Regions from separate parts of the Mus musculus genome. Here region 1 is linked to region 2. Evidence: chromatin contacts called from public ChIA-PET data. All regions are on one chromosome and are shown on one strand. The core of a region is the stretch at or near the end of the contact, and the rest is flanking DNA. Distances in the headings are between cores, read along the strand shown.

The links. ChIA-PET counts read pairs in DNA pulled down with a chosen protein or histone mark.
Region 1: a contact with region 2 is called in an RNA polymerase II ChIA-PET map of memory CD8 T cells, with 2.8 times the contacts expected there. The contact joins two enhancer-like sites. A contact is called at or near these places in 4 of 484 Hi-C or Micro-C datasets (CD8 T cells, conventional dendritic cells, conventional type 1 dendritic cells and 1 more), 1 of 115 datasets of contacts at active chromatin or transcription factors (memory CD8 T cells) and 2 of 9 other capture datasets (adipose tissue and pancreatic islet).

Annotation. Positions count from the first base shown.
Region 1 is chr10:8,533,988-8,536,889 of GRCm38.p6, reverse strand. No RefSeq gene overlaps it. Among named protein-coding and RNA genes, the nearest start is that of Ust, 17 kb to the right of the region's middle. Within about 2 kb of position 1,264, at least 26 of the 459 cell types and tissues checked have an H3K27ac peak or open chromatin away from gene starts, as enhancers often do. A contact at or near this core is called in CD8 T cells and memory CD8 T cells, where this site is marked.
Region 2 is chr10:8,413,732-8,416,745 of GRCm38.p6, reverse strand. The region is part of intron 1 of Ust (uronyl-2-sulfotransferase); the gene reads left to right. Among named protein-coding and RNA genes, the nearest start is that of Ust, 100 kb to the left of the region's middle. Within about 2 kb of position 1,530, at least 28 of the 459 cell types and tissues checked have an H3K27ac peak or open chromatin away from gene starts, as enhancers often do. A contact at or near this core is called in CD8 T cells and memory CD8 T cells, where this site is marked.

The sequences.
Region 1 (2,902 bases), core at 15-2,514, 120 kb before region 2:
CAACCATATGATGGCTCACAAATATCTGCTCTGGGATCTGATGCCCTCTGCTGGTGTATCTAAAGACAGCTACAGTGTACTCATACATAAAACAAACAAACAAACAAATAAATAAATCTTTTAAAAATATGTTTATAAAGGCAATATATGCTACCAATGTGACAAAAATCCTGAAAATGTACATAATGTTTTTTCTTAATTTCTTTAACTTCCTCTATGATATTATTTTCATTATCCATGTTGGCTATATGCCCTTTGATGGTTTCTTTATTGGACAATAATTTTAGACACAGAAACATAATTACGCCCCTCCTCTAGCAAAAATAATTGGATAAAAAAATCTTAATAATTGATATACAGGATACAAACAATAAATGACATCATACATATGCATTCACTTCATTTGTGTAGCCCAGGTTCAGATTTCTGCTACGAATTTTAAAATGATATATTTTCAATTATGTGTAGATGTGTGTGCATGTATGTGTGTATGCATGCATGTGTGTGTGTGTGTGTGTGAGCATGTGCACACTAGTGATACTACCCTTGGAGATCAAAGGCATTAGGTCCCTTGCAGCTGAAGTTGCAGACAGCTGTGAGCTGCCTGGTGGGTCCTCTGGAAGAGCAGCAAGAGCTCTTAACTGCTGAAGCATCTCTCCAGTCCTGTTTCGCATGATCTTCATCATAAAGGGAAGCACTGTGTTACTATACATTTTTTTCCTTCCTTCCTACTGTTTTTTGTTTCATGGAGGCCATCAAAAGACCTGCTCCTTCTAAATGTTCTCATCACATGACTCCATGAAACCACCCACACCCAGAGTGACTTTTTAACTTCTTCAGGACACTCGTTAAAAATTGACATGTTTTGTTAAGAACATACATATTGCCATGGTTAAGTTTCCAAACATAAACCATTGACTAATCACCCTCAGTTGCAAGCTATATGCTTGTAATAGGAAATAAATTTGAGTGAAAGTGGATATAATTTGAGAGAAAAGAGGTATGTGCTGGGAAGAAGTAGGTATGTACTGAGAGGAAGTGGGCATGTGCTGACAGGAAATAGGTAGGCGCTGAGAAGAAGCGAGTATGTGCTAAGAAGTGAGTATACTCTGAGAGGAAAGAGAATGTATTCTGAGAGGAAATGGAGATGCACTAAGAGGAAGTAGGTGTGTGCTGAAAGGAAATGGGCAGGTACTAAGAGGAAGAGGTGGTGCTCTGAGAGAAAGTGGGTTTGTGTTGAGAGGAAGTAGGTGTACTCTGAGAGGAAGTGGTTATGTGCTGACAGAAGGTAGGCATGCGCTGAGAAGAAGTGGGTGTGCTCTGAGAGGAAGTGGGTATGTGCTAAGAGGAAGTGAGTGTGTGCTGAGAAGTGGGTATGTGCTGATGGCAAACCTGTCTAGCAGGAGAAGATCAATCATATAGTTTGGTAGTGTCCAGAACAACTCAGGCCAAAAAAAGAAATCTTACTTGATAAATTAATTGGTTCTCCATGTAAGCTTTCATCTGGTAATACTATCCTGCTAGCTGCCAGGGAAGTGAAATTACTCATGAAATGAATTTGAGGGGATTTTTTTTTCTGTCTGAAAATTTAAATCACTCTATCAAAATAGAGCATTATTGGAATGGGGTATTGAGATGCTTGCCTTGAATAAGGGTATTGCTTCCTCCAGGGCTCCATATTTGCCGTTCCCTTTGCCTGATGCCCTCATCCAGGATCTTGTTATAATTTTAGCCTTAATCATTTTTCATATAGTTTTTCTCAGCTACAACTTTGCTTTGGTATTCTCCTGACCATTCTGTGTGAGGCAGAGCCTTTCAGCCACTTTTCCAGTTTCATTTTCTTTTTTGACACATGTTGGGATAGTAGCCTCGCGATTTGTCTATGTACTTATTTTATAACCTGGCCATTATAAGGCAATTACCCTGGGGACATATTACACTTGTGCTCCACTGTTCTAGAACCCATGGTGCTCTTAAGAGATGGAGGGTAGAAAGATTAGCTCTGTAACTTACTTTCAGGTTTCTGGTCCAGTCTTATACCTGAAACAATCAGTCGCCCACCCTTCAGCTCCATATGATTTCTCTGTCATCTTTTCTGATGTGTGACTTCGTTGTAGTGCTGTCTAGAGTACTAAAGGGATCCCTACACACAATGATTCCAGAGAAGCTAATTTCTTTCTTTCACAAGGGAGCTAGAGGTGGCGGCTACCCATCTCAGGTAGGCTGATCCACTCCATGAAATCATATGGAGATACACATTCCCCTCCTCGGGTCCCTCAATGTTCCTCAAAACCCTGCCCCATGTCCTTGACTGATGTTGAGCCACTTCCAGGTCCACATTGAAGTCCATGGAAGCTGGGAAATGAGACCGGAAGGGTACACACTCATCTAGGATTTGCCTACATCTCTTTTTTTTCTCACAATCCTGACTTGATCTCAGCCATACAACCACATCTATCTGCAAAGGAGCCTAGAAAATGTAGTACCTACCTATAAACGTGGCCATGAGTCCTGTTAGTGGTTTCTTTTACTGAAAGGAAACAGGAGGAAATAGGTGCAGGGGACACGTAACTCTTAGGCACCTTGGCCACAGTTGTTCATTGTCTTCCTGAAATGCTAGGTCTCCCTTGGCTTCATGACTCAATACGATCTTACTTTCCAATATGGTTACCACTGGGGAATGTGTTTGCTCTCTCTAGGATGTTTTAAATATCAAGACACTATGAAGAAGACTATTTCCAGGGTTACTCAAAAGTTTATCCCCACTTTAGAAATTAACCCTACCCTTGTCTTCAGGAGTAACGGTGAAGCATCATATTCTCGGTTGATAAAGGCCCTCAGACGCATCCAGGAGAGCACAGAGAAGTGATTCCTAATCTGAATTTGGCGTCTCCTAGAGACC
Region 2 (3,014 bases), core at 281-2,780:
TGGTTAGAGTTGAGCAGCATGTGTGCATAGGATGTGACCACAATGTTGGGCAGTGCACATGTGTCAGTCATGAATGTTTGACCTGGCAGGAGCTAGGGCAGCATTGCTACCTTACAAGTCACTGGGTGAATGAAACAGCCCATCCTCTGTATGCAGAGAATTAATAACCACAAAGTAACCTTAACTATTCTGTCAGGTAAATATGGTAAATCTTCACAAAATTATTTATCCGAACCAAACAGAAGTAGCACCATACTAATGATATTCACAACATCATGCAGTGTATAATCATTCATGGTATAGGTAAACTGAAATCACATGACTAGAAAGCAACCACAGAGCCTGGACCTTTGAGGGTACTGCTCATGTAAGCACTGGCTTCTCATTAAGTACATAAACATCAGAGACTGTGAGTGACTACTTTCTTAGGAAGTGGGACTAAGGATTTGAGGCTCCTCCCATATAAGCTCTTGTGTAATCAAGTATTTATACATGAGCTACTGGAAGTGGTTGAAAGTACTGCCTTTGATCGAACCAGAACAGAAAAATTGCAAGCCTCAACTTGACCTTGGCACATTTTAGGCTGGCATGTAATGTAATGAACGTGCTGAGAACTTGGATCTAAGTTTCCTCACTGGGGTCCATACATTGACTTTCCATTTTCTCTCCTTGAAGCCTAGATATTACATTTCATAAAGAATTTTTCAATGATTGAATTACTAGGGTAACAAAGAAAGGGAAGCCTAATCAAATACATTCATACATACATACATACATACATACATACATACATACATACACATACATACACACACACATACATACATACATACTTACTTACATACATACATACATACACATACAAACCCACATACATCCTTTTAATCCAAAAGAGAGAATGTAGGCATACTATTACATCATATTAGGTTGGGATTTTAAATAAGGTTTTTTTTTTTTTTTTTTTTAAGGAACTTGGTTAGAACAGTCTTGAAACTGGCAAGCCCATTCACGGAACAGAATATACAAATGCAACCACAAGTTCCATGACAAATCATAAGGCCGTTCCACAGACAGCTGCATTTTGCCCACTGTATCCTGTCAGTATCATCTCTTCCAAGCACAGGCGTGCACACCAGGCTGTTCTCCCCCTCACTCTGTCAGGTGTGCCATCCCACTTGCTTCCCTTCATGACAAGCGAGCTGAGTCACACCCACGCAGTCACACCCAGCTCTGATGGCCTGTACACTGTCAATCCTGTCCTTCTGATCTTTTGTCTTTGCCCTGGATTTAGTCAATCAATGCGGCTTGAGCAAAGATTGCTTACACCAGGACTTACTCTCCCTCTTAACCCCAAGGAGATCCAGGGAAGGGACATAGCTTGCCTCTTGTTGAAGACTGAAGACAGGACCCAGTTTCCACATACTCTTAAAATGATCTCACTCCTTCCGAAACGACCCAGATGTGTGAAGAGGAAGAAGCATCGTGGTTCTTCGCCTCTGTTTATGCTTTTGGTCCAGGCCAGGCTTGGGTGACTGGTGGTTGAGAAACCACAGCGTAGAGCTTGCTCTTGTCAGTAGACAGGATGGATGCTCAGCAGGCTAATATGCAGAGCCTGCATGAGAATGGAAGTGTCTGGGACTGGGATGATTACGACACGATAGAGTGAGATTATATTCATTCAGCAGTATTTCTTTGGCTTCTGGACCCAGAGAATCCTCTGCGAGAACTGGTTGGGGATACAGTGGATTCATGGAATAATGAGTTGTTCTCGTTGAGTGTTTCTGGACCCAGAGAATCCTCTGCAAGAACTGGTTGGGGATACAGTGGATTCATGGAATAATGAGTTGTTCTCGTTGAGTGTTTCTGGACCCAGAGAATCCTCTGCGAGAACTGGTTGGGGATACAATGGATTCATGGAATAATGAGTTGTTCTCGTTGAGCGTTTCTGGAAATGCTATAACCAGCTGTCACAGCCAAGGGCAGGATTGTAATTTGGGAAAATTGCATTGCTTGCTCTAGTATCCTGGCTGTAAAGTATCCTGGCTGTGAAGCATGCCTGTGTGTCTTCCTCTGGTTCTTTTTGCTTTGCTTCCACGTGGTGTTCTTCCATGCTAAGCAGCACCCCGAAGGCAGGTGTTTATTTTATCTGTGAGTTTTAAGAAGAGATTTATAAGTTTTGGGTTATTTTATGGATATAGTTTCACTTTTTAAAAAAGATTTAAAGTTTAGGTAAGTCGATTAAAAAACCGCTACTTTACAGTCAGCCATCTGTAGGTCCAGAAGTGTCGTTAACTGGGAACACTACATTGGCTCAGACCTTTAAAGCTTCAACTGTCCATGCCATTGGGATGTCCTAGTAAAGTAGGCGTGGCACACATAATACGTCCATGATTGTTCAATGTCGCATGTTCAAAACTGATGACTGTCAGAGGAGTCTGGCTCTCAATCCAGCCTTGGATTCTGGTATGTTCCTAATGTTCGTGAGCAGAAGAGATGCTCGTGCTAATCCCTGGAGTGGAGACACACAGAAACACTCAGTTTTGAAGTTGGCCTTCAAGTGCCCTTTGGGGAGTGTGGGGGTGCACTGGTCACTGTGTGGAAAGCACTCCTCATAGAAAGGAACCTTCAGAATTAAAGAGAAAGAGGGAAAATGTGTCCTGTTAGATCCCATGGGAAACAGACAGGTGCTTTCTAACGCTCTCTCTCTCTCTCTCTCTCTCTCTCTCTCTCTCTCGCTCACTCTCTCTCTCTCTCGCTCACTCTCTCTCTCTCTCTCACACACACACAATTTAAAGAAATTAATGGAATTTAATGAAAGAAGATGCACTTAAAATTTGCATGGGGCTAAAATATATTAGGTGAGGAAACAACTTATTTGTAAGTGTACCTTAGACATTTTTGGAAATATGCATAAAATTTACATAAAAACAGACTAAGTCTTCTTTTATACAAAGGTCTCTCCCATATATGCATACTCTTTATATATGTTATTTGTATAACTTTAAAATGTATTA